Regions from separate parts of the Ovis aries genome. Here regions 1 and 3 are each linked to region 2. Evidence: chromatin contacts called from public Hi-C data. All regions are on one chromosome and are shown on one strand. Each heading gives the region's core, a stretch centred on a gene start, on an enhancer-like site or on the middle of the called end of the contact. The rest is flanking DNA. Distances are from core to core; before and after follow the strand shown. Region 1 overlaps PSAP (prosaposin). Region 2 holds the start of SLC29A3 (solute carrier family 29 member 3). Region 3 overlaps LOC132657144 (cadherin-23-like).

Evidence for each region. Hi-C and Micro-C count contacts between places; a contact is called where the count stands out from the background.
Region 1: a Hi-C map of liver shows a contact between it and region 2, with 4 times the contacts expected there. The contact joins the enhancer-like site here to the promoter of SLC29A3 in region 2. A contact is called at or near these places in 3 of 16 Hi-C or Micro-C datasets (hypothalamus, liver and tail adipose tissue).
Region 3: a contact with region 2 is called in a Hi-C map of hypothalamus, with 7 times the contacts expected there. The contact joins the enhancer-like site here to the promoter of SLC29A3 in region 2. A contact is called at or near these places in 8 of 16 Hi-C or Micro-C datasets (blood, hypothalamus, liver and 4 more).

Annotation. Positions count from the first base shown.
Region 1 is chr25:27,199,055-27,202,086 of ARS-UI_Ramb_v3.0, reverse strand. PSAP (prosaposin) reads left to right here. Exons shown (of 14, transcript XM_060406597.1): 10 at 1-40; 11 at 126-283; 12 at 601-681; 13 at 971-1,078; 14 at 2,314-3,032. The coding sequence ends at 2,349. Among named protein-coding and RNA genes, the nearest start is that of PSAP, 31 kb to the left of the region's middle. Within about 2 kb of position 1,441, at least 20 of the 54 cell types and tissues checked have an H3K27ac peak or open chromatin away from gene starts, as enhancers often do. A contact at or near this core is called in hypothalamus, liver and tail adipose tissue, where this site is marked.
Region 2 is chr25:26,687,110-26,690,157 of ARS-UI_Ramb_v3.0, reverse strand. It overlaps SLC29A3 (solute carrier family 29 member 3), which reads right to left and starts at 1,361. Exons shown (of 6, transcript XM_042241187.2): 1 at 1,259-1,361. The coding sequence starts at 1,292.
Region 3 is chr25:26,977,466-26,980,680 of ARS-UI_Ramb_v3.0, reverse strand. All of the region lies in intron 9 of LOC132657144 (cadherin-23-like), which reads right to left. Among named protein-coding and RNA genes, the nearest start is that of C25H10orf105, 120 kb to the left of the region's middle. Within about 2 kb of position 1,545, at least 1 of the 54 cell types and tissues checked has an H3K27ac peak or open chromatin away from gene starts, as enhancers often do. A contact at or near this core is called in hypothalamus, where this site is marked.

The DNA of each region.
Region 1 (3,032 bases), core at 192-2,691, 510 kb before region 2:
CTGCACCTCTGCTCCAGCCAGGGGCTGCCGGCCGCGACGGGTGAGCCCCGGGGCGGGTGGGGCTGGCCAGCCCTCCTGGGTGAGGCGGGGCCTCGCCGGCTCTGAGCCTGGGCTCTCTCGTGTAGTCCGCGTGATGCCGAGGAAGGACGGTGGCTTCTGCGAGGTGTGCAAGAAGCTCGTGGGCTATTTGGACCGCAACCTGGAGAAGAACAGCACCAAGGAGCAGATCCTGGCTGCCCTCGAGAAAGGCTGCAGCTTCCTGCCGGACCAGTACCGGAAGCAGGTACGCCGTGGGCTGCTTTCAGCCCAAACGTCAGCACCTGCTGGGGGAGTGTAGGAGCTGAGCGCTCACTGACTGTACCTCTGGGTGAAGTTTTGCCATTTCTGCCTCTGGCATGGAGTCCACTGAGGTTTTCTTAAAGGTGCTCTGTTGGCTCCAGTGGAGCCACCGGGAGGAAAATGAGCAGGTGTGGGTCGGTAGTTCACCTGGGCAGGGAGGCTGGCAGGGCCAGGAGTTGTGGCAGAAGAGCCTGTCGAGTGCCCCTCGCCTGCCCACGCTCTGCTTACACTCACCCAGACCCACTGCCGTTTCCCTAACAGTGTGACCAGTTTGTGACGGAGTATGAGCCGGTGCTGATAGAAATCCTGGTGGAGGTGATGGACCCTTCCTTCGTGTGCTTGGTAAGTCGTGTGCTAGGCTGGTAGTTTCCTGGGCAGTGCCACCTGGCAGGGGAGTGCTGTGTGGACCCTGGAAGGGTTCCTCTCAGATCTGGGGCTGGAGGCAGAGTCTGGGGACAGTATGTGAGAGAACCAGGCTTCCAGGTCTCACCACTTTACCGAGCAGCCTTGCCTTTTTGGGAAAGTGCTTATTAGAGCTCTGATTCTAGTTGCTCCTAGCAGCTGATCATCTCAGTTTTGAAAAGGATTATCTGAGCAGACCTAATACTTTCTGCTCCTCTTGACCATATAGAAGATTGGAGCCTGCCCAGCAGCCCGCAAGCCGCTTTTGGGAACTGAGAAGTGTGTCTGGGGCCCGAGCTACTGGTGCCAGGACATGGAGTCGGCAGCCCTGTGCAACGTGAGTGACTGCTCTGTGGGCGTGCCTGCCAGGCCCGTGCCTGCCAGGCCCGTGCCTGCGCTCCGGCGGAGCGTGTGGCGCCGAGGGGAGGGAGGCTCTGCTCTAGCAGGCGCCTCGGCGCTCAGCTCTCTACTTTGTCTTTGGGGTTAGGATGGGGGCACAGTAAGGCTTACGTGCGGTCACCAGCAAAGGAGGGCTCCCTGCGCGCTCGTCTCTGAGGAGCGATGGGTGGCGGGGGATGGTCTCCAGTGCTCTTTGCTTCTGCTTTCTTGCTTTTGCCTTCGGTTCCCTTGTGACAGGGTCGGGTTCATAGGAAGTCGGTCACCCGAGGGATTGCACAAGGCCTGCTGGATTCTTGCACAAGGCCTCGTGTCCCTTGGCTCCCTCTTGCCCTGACTGGAGCCTGGCCTGGTTCTTCACCAGGGCCCGGCAGAGCTCTTCTCGACCCACCCTGGGCGCTGGCTCCCAGCTGGGCAGCCACTCCTGGGTGACTCGGGCTGCTTTCCTGGGTGGGGACGTGTGTCTCAACTTCTGTTACCTGGTGTTTCTTTGCACAACTTTCTCTTCCTCATGGGGATTCTTTCAGTGAGCCAGTGTTGGGGGCGTTGCATCACCTTGGACCACGGCGGGGAGCGTGTGAGGCCCCCCCACCTCAAGCCCCTTGCCCCAGTCCCCTGCCTTGGCAGCAGTCAGCGGTGGAGTAGGATCCCCTGCTCTCCTGGGTACCTGGGCCAATTCTGAGCTGGTGTGAGCGCTGACTGTTGGCTGAGGAGTTTTGCCTTGGAGCCCTCTGTGCAGTCAGAGGGAGGAGTCCTGGCCCTACCTGCAGGGGCGCTGTTCACCCACTGTTCTGAACTCTTACCTTATGAGTCTTAGAACCCCACCACATACTATGCCTGGGTTTAAGGGAGATAATGACCTGGGTTTTCAGCATGTGGTGCCCTCCGGCTGATCTGGGCCAGGGTATCGGGTCCCCTTTCTAGGTGGAAGTCGGTCTTCTGAGTCTGTCCCTGTGTGCGGTTATGCAGAGGAGAGGGGCCTCTGGCTGGGGGTGTGAGCCGAAGCCTCCGGACAGAGGTGGTCCGTCCTCCTAGCTGGGCTTTGGGTGCTGAGGCCTCTGCCTACTCTAACGAAGAAGTAGAGTCACCATCCCCTTTTGCGGGCCTGCTGGGTGCTAAGGGGCTGCGGGTGGAGTGTGTCAGCTGCAGACTAAACTGTCCCCTCTCTCCTGTCAGGCCGTTGAGCACTGCAAGCGTCACGTGTGGAACTAGAGGCACGTTCCATCCTGGAGAAGCTGCAGCGTCTTTCCCTGCTCGTGTGTCTGGGGAAACGAACACAGATCTGTTGACTTTGTTATAGAAATAGGACCCCTCTCCCTGAGTCCCTCTCTTCTCTCCCTCATTGTGGCATTGCTGTCGGTGGCATGCTGACGTCGCTGCTTCAGTGTCCCTTTCTCTCTGCTAGACAGATGCCGACATACACTGGAGGTCTTCTGAGTCTGTCCCTGCGTGCAGTTATGCGGAAGAGGGGGGGACTCTGGCTGGGGGCGTGAGCTGGAGCCTCCGGACAGAGGTGGTCCGTCCTCCTAGCTGGGCTTTGGGTGCTGAGGCTTCTGCCTACTCTAACGAAGAAGTAGAGTCACCATCCCCGTTTGCAGGCCTGCTGACTGCAAAACAAAGGCAGTTTTATATGACAGATGAGCGACTCTGAATAATGAGGCTTTTTAAACAATGTGGTTCTCACTGTAATAGAGCTGGTGGGGCGGGGCTTGCTATCGCTGGGTCAACCTTCAGTTCGGCTTTTTTGTCTTTGCTGATGGATGTGGTGGTTGGAGTTCTCTGATTCTGGGTGGGAGGGGAAAAAACCAGTTCACCTGAATGTACCCTGCTAGCTCTTTGTGGAGGTCCTGTGGGCCTGCTTGTGTGCGTGTGCGCCCCCTGGTGACGCCTTCTGC
Region 2 (3,048 bases), core at 112-2,611:
GGGGTAGACCCTGCTCAACGCATGGGGCCTGGGGCCACCGCAGACCATCTTCCAGGTCTGGGCGCTGGTTCCCAGGAAGTTTTTGACTGACTCTTAAGTCAATCTCGCCTTTGTGCCTCGATTTCCTCACCTGTGAAATGGGGGCAAGGGGCTGGGGAGGCTCCCCTATGGGAAAGCACTGTAGGAAACACAGGGCGCCAGGCAGAGGCCACGGCAGAATTTGCCTTGAGGTCGGGGACACTCAGGCGCCCCAATTTGGGCTCTCAGCCACCTTCTGGATACTTTGGGCTAACTTGTCCATACCCAGGCTCCCCGCATCCAAACGGTGAGGTCCGATCTCAGGAAGTTCATGAGGGGGCGGGAAGAGAATCTGGAGAACGCAGACCCAGGAGGAGGGAACGTGAGAGGAAAGTGAGAGGCGAGAGCAAGGAAGGAAGGGAATGGACGCCGGGGAAGGGGGGTCACAGCGAGAGGCGTCGCACCGAGCTGGAGGCTGGGTCGGGGTTCTGAGGCTCCAGGGGAGCACCCCCGGGAGGGCCGCGGGGTTGGGGAGGGGGGAGGCCGCCCCCAGGGAGAGCCCGGGGAGCCACCAGGAGCCTGAAGAGCTGGGCTGGGGCCAGGCCCGCGCCCGACCGCCGGCCCGCACTTACTGTCGCCGTCGCTCGCCGCCACCGCCGCTGCCTCCCCGGCTGCCGCGGCCACTGCGACTCGGGGCTCGGCCGGCCCTGAGGCCGGGCTCCGCCTCCAGGCCCCGCCCCCTGCCTGCCCCACCCCCGCCGGCGCTTCCGGGTTTGCAAACGGGTCTCCTTTCGCGGCTCCGCGCGCAGTTACGCGAGCGGCATGCTGTGGGCACGCGCCCATTTCACAGGTGGAGGGAGTGAGGCGCCGGCCGCCAGGTGCACCGCCCAGGCTAGCGCGCAAGTGCGCAGTGAGTCTTCTCCCGGTGCTTCCGCCGCTGCTTCCCCACCGTGGAGCCCGACCACCCCGTCAGCTCCCAGAGCCCTGCTCCCCAGGACCCGAAGAGCTCTGCACCCGCCGCACCCCCGCCCCCGCCCAGGCAGCGGCGGAGTCTCACCTGCACCTCTCTGATCCCCTACTGTTCCCCGCACCCGCGGGAACCCTCCCGGGAGCCAGCGCCTTCCAGAAGCTCACTAGCTGAGGCAGAGAAGTAGCTAGTCCTCAGGACCACTCCGACCCTATCAGGCCCTCCCACCGGCCGCCAGAACTTCCTGTCTAAATTACCGCCCAAGGCAGTCACCTTCTCTCTGCTTTGACCGGACGTCTACGCTCATTATTGTCACATGCCCGGAGGGGCCGGAGTTGTCCTGTGCCCCTCTCACGGACCTGAGAAAGCTGGGCTTGTGGGAAGCCCCGACGGAAGTGTGATGTAACGCTAGCTCTGTCTGGTTCTAAAACTGTTGAGAGTCCCCTGACCCCACTGCGGTGGGTCAGCGCTGGGTGCTCTCAGGGCCACGGGGAGGTGGCAGCCTTGTTTCATGGTGAGGCTGGCAGAACACTGTGCGTCCTTCATTAAGCAGACCTACTATGTGCCAGGCCCTGCAGTGGGGCCTGTGGTGTGTTAGGATCAGAAATATCTTTGATCTGGTCCCTGGTTCCTGATAGAATGTTTCTAAAACCCATAGAATTTCCTGAGTGATGGGGGTGATTTTTTTTGTTATTCAAGCCCATTTAAGCCACACCTGAATTTATGTTAATGAGGTGGGCTTGGTGGGCCCCAGATAACTTCTGGTTGAGGGCTGGTGGAACCCACCCTGGGGATTAGAAGGTTGGAACTTTCAGCTCCATGCCCTGCCTCCAGGGAGGGGAGAGGAGCTGGTGATGACCTAACCATCCATGACCAATGAGTTAATTAACCATGCCTACATAATGAACCTCCATAAAACCCCTAAATGGTCAAGTTCAGAGAGCTTCTGGTTTGGCAAACACATCCACCTTCAGGGAGGGTGGCACACCCCAACTCCATGGGGACAGAAACTTGGGACCTGGTACCTTATTCATTTTGTATCCTTTATATAAAATAAACCAATGATGGTAAGTTTTTTCCTGAATTCTGTAGGCCATCCTAGCAAATTATTGAAACCGGAGGGAGTGTGTGGGAACCCCTGATTTTGTCACCAAGTTGGACAAAAGTTTGGGCACCCTGGGTACTCTATACCTATGGCTGGAGTCTGAAGTTGAAGTAGGGGCAGCCTTGTGGGACCCTTCAATGTGTAGGATCTGTGGCTCCAGATAGTGTCAGAATTGAATTGTTGGATCCCCAGCTGGTGTCCAGAGAGTTGGAGAATTTGTTGGAGTATACATGTAAAAAAGAAACCCACCACATCTGTTGTCAGAAGTGTTGAGAGAGTAAAAACAGTGCGAAGACCCAAGGGTGGAAAGGGCTGGGGTCTTGCTTGGGAGGAGCTTGCACTCTCCCCGGGGGACAGGCCAGAAGGGGCAGAGGACATCAGAAGCCCTGCAACCTACAGCCGACTTGAGGGCAGACCGATTTCAGGACCAAGGGGATGGGAATACGTGGGCAGGCCACAGTGATTGGTTTGGCCGGATGTTGTGGACTGGCTGTGGAGGCCCCTTTTGATAGGTGGTGCTAGAGGTAAGAACCCGCCTGCCAACGCAGGAGACTCGGGTTCGATCCCTGGGTTGGGAAGATCCCCTGGAGGAGGGCATGGCGACTCATTCTAGTATTCTTGCCTGAAGAATTTAATGGACAGAGGAGCCTGGTGGACTACAGTCCATAGGGTCGCAAAGAGTCGGACATGACTGAAGTGACTTAGCAGGCATGCACGGGAATGGAAGCAACACTTTCCTGCCTGAGGGCCATTTACTCTGTGTCCGGGGTGGAGATGAGTTCAGGCATTTCAACTGGGCGGAGTTGATGCCTGTTTGCAGGCAGGCAGAGAATGTCAGGGAAATATTTGTAAATGGTACAGTGCCTACAGCTACTGGGCATCACCATTGTTCTGAAATGCACATGAAGAAGAGAGAAGTGGGGAGAGAACAGAGGAAGAGAGGGAGAATAAAAAAGAG
Region 3 (3,215 bases), core at 296-2,795, 290 kb before region 2:
GACACTACCCTGTCAGTGCTCTGGTCTCCCAGACATTTTTCACCCAAGTCCCATGGGGACCAGGGGGCTGGAGGGGGGGCCGGCTCATGGGCGATGCCTTTCATCTGTTCAGCCCCCACTGCTGAGCAGAAGGGCAGCTGGTCCCCCTGGGTTGACAGGTGCTGTCCTAGGTGTGTGGGGATATACCTGGTAGGGGAGGGGAACTTGTGGGGAGTGGGACTGCACCTTGAGAACCCTAAGGCTTCAGGAACAGGTGGCTTAAAGCATTCACACAAGAGAAGAAGCGGGTCATTGCTGGCCCGGCTGGTTCTCCTGGGACAACCACCTCCCTCTAGGAGCTTCAGGCATTAAGACCTCTTCTGATTTGCAAGAGAGGTGTTGAGAAGATGTGAATCAAGTGCACAAAAGCACATAAGGCTGCTGAAGGCGAGTCACAGCCCTCTTTCCCCTATTTATTAAAAAAAAAAATAGTGGCTACAATTTATTGAACCCTTCCCTATGCCAGGCACTGAGCTAAGCTGTCTGCACAATTATATGACTCACTCTTCACAATAACTTTAGAAGAAGATATCCCACGTACGTATGAGGAAGCAGGCTCAGAGACGTTAAATAACTTGTCCAAGGTCACACGGCTGGTGAGTGGCTGGCCTGGACTGAGATTTATGTCTCTCTTTTTCTCCTTGCAGCCATTCATCCTGCACCCACTCTGCACCTGGCCCTGGGCTAAGGCACAAGGAACAGGGTGAGACAAGTAAGATATCGTCCTCCTTCACAGAATGAGGGGGTCAAAGAAGCTGCTTTTTTTCTCAAGAGGGAGTTCAAGTTGAAAAAAAAAAAAACTATACATTCTGGAAAGTTCTAGATAAATTCCTCATAAAATGACAGAGTTTTACATAGCAGCAGAATGTCCATGTGGTGATGGCCTCCAGGACAGGGGTTCCCAACCTCCAGGATCTAATGACAGATGACCTGAGGTGGAGCTGATGTAATAATAATGGAAGCGAAGTGCATAGTAAATGTGATGCACTCAGACTATCACGAAACTACCACTCTGGTCCCTGGGAAAGCTGTCTTCCATGAAACCAGTCCTTGGTGTCCCCAAAACAGGTTGGGGTCTGCTGCTCCAGGAACTGGAAGGGAGGGCTAACTGGGGACTGGAGTGGGAAGGCTGGGGTTGCCAGTGCACCGGTGATAATATACACAAGGCACTGGCAAGCCTGCCTTTAAGGAGACCTATGGCTCCAGTGAGAATGCACGGGAAAATGCAGATAAGCCATGCAATGGTCAGGCAGGCAAAGGAGAAAGCAGTATAGAGCCAGATGCCCAGAGGCAGAAGAAGGGAAGCTCTGAGAAAGAGATGGTTATCAGGGTCAAACAGTCTGAGAGGCAGGCTCAGGAGAGGAAAGATCCAGTGAAGGTCTCCTGCTTGGATCCTCAGATGCACCCGGAGGTCAGACTGTGCTGAGTGGGGCACAGACCTGGGGACCGTGAGTACAGATGCTGCTGCCTGGAGCTTGGTGTGAAACACAAGGAGGTGGACTGACGGCTAGAGGGCGCAGCAGAGTTAAGCAAAGGGCTTCTGTTTCATAGATGGTCAAAGGCCGAGGGAGAGGGAAACTGGCTTGGAGGGAGAACAAGTGGGGGTACAGGGTCAGGCTTGGAGGGCAGGAGGGCAGCTCTCTTTGGGCTGCTGGGAGCTCACCTTCTACCTCCTTGCTCCTTCAAGGCTGGCAAGCTCTCCCCTTCCCTGGGGACCCCTCCTCCTGGCCCCTGTCAAATCTCATCACTCCCACATCTTGTCCCCTTGTTATCTCGCTCGCAGCGTCTTGACCCTTGGCAGAGCTAGGTCTGGGCGAGAAGCAGTTTAGTGAGTGGCTGATGGCGCGTGTGGGAACACAGGCTGATGACTTTCAATTGCTTTGTCTGCTCCGCTGGGCTGATAGCAAGCACGCTTGCTGCCCTCTGAGTTATAAGGAAAACCAACAGCACCCACCTTGGTCCTGTCTGTTCTTAAGATCCACTACCAATGTCACCGGCTTCAGGAAGCCAGTCCTGAAGGCTGTGTCCTCTCTCACCCCACTGAGTCCCGGAGCTGGGCTGGCACCCTCAGAACAGCCCTGTGCTGTGGGGCCTCCCTGGTCCTCACATCCAGAGACTCAGTGTTGCCTCGGGGGTAAAGGGTAGGGTTTCATGCTTCTGTCCATGGTACCCAGAACGGTGCTCATTACCTATCTGTTGGATGGCCTGAAGTTTCTTGTCCCCTCTGCAGGGATTAGGAAGGGTCAGTGAGCACACACCAGGTGGGGTATGCTCTGGGTCGGGCCCGTGCTGGGTCATGAAGTTGAAAAAAAAAAGAAAAAAGCCACGCATATGAGGGACTCATGATCTAGCTGGTCTTTTGGGCCCAGTGGTCTTCTATCAGTCCACTCAAACACTAGTCCCTAAATGGATGAGGGGACCAGTGGGAGCCTGCCCCTCACCTGGCCTCTGACTCTGTCACCTGGCCCTCCCAGGAAAGTGAGCGGAACTGGGGTGTGAGGCCCCTACCCCCAGTGGCCCCTCCTTCAGCTGTGGTCTCTGCCTGGAGTCTGTTACGTCAACACCTGAGTGAAGACTACCTACTGTGTGTGAGCTCGCAGGATGCACAAGAGATCTAGGTGCCAACAACAGATCTGCCGGTTACTAGCTGTGAGACCCCCTGCAAATCGTGAATTCCCTTGAGCCAAATCCCTCATCTATAAAGTGTGCATAACAGCTCCCACCTCACAGGGTTATGTAAGGATCAGGTGTGATCATGTATGTACAGGACCTATTGTGGCGCCTGTCTTGGTTCCTGTTCCTTCTTTCCCTACTATGACTGTTTTCTGAATAGACCAAGTTAGCCCCAACCATGGCCCATCTTATGCAGAATGTGCCAGGAGAGGTTCTCTCCATAAAAGCCACCATATACTGTGCCTGGCACTGTGCAAAGTATACTGTATGTGTATATATACATATAAATATATTTTAATATTCACAAAACTCCCATGACATAGGTACAATTATCCCCCTTTTCCCAGTGAAAAATTAAGGCATAGGGAATAACTGGCCCTAGATCACAGTGAGGGGTGAACAAGGAACTAACCTCAGCTCTCACTAAGCTAGAGTTCATGTCCCACCCAGAGGCCCCTGGATTTCCCTTCCCCCTTGTCCGCAGCCAAGGACAGCCTACTAAA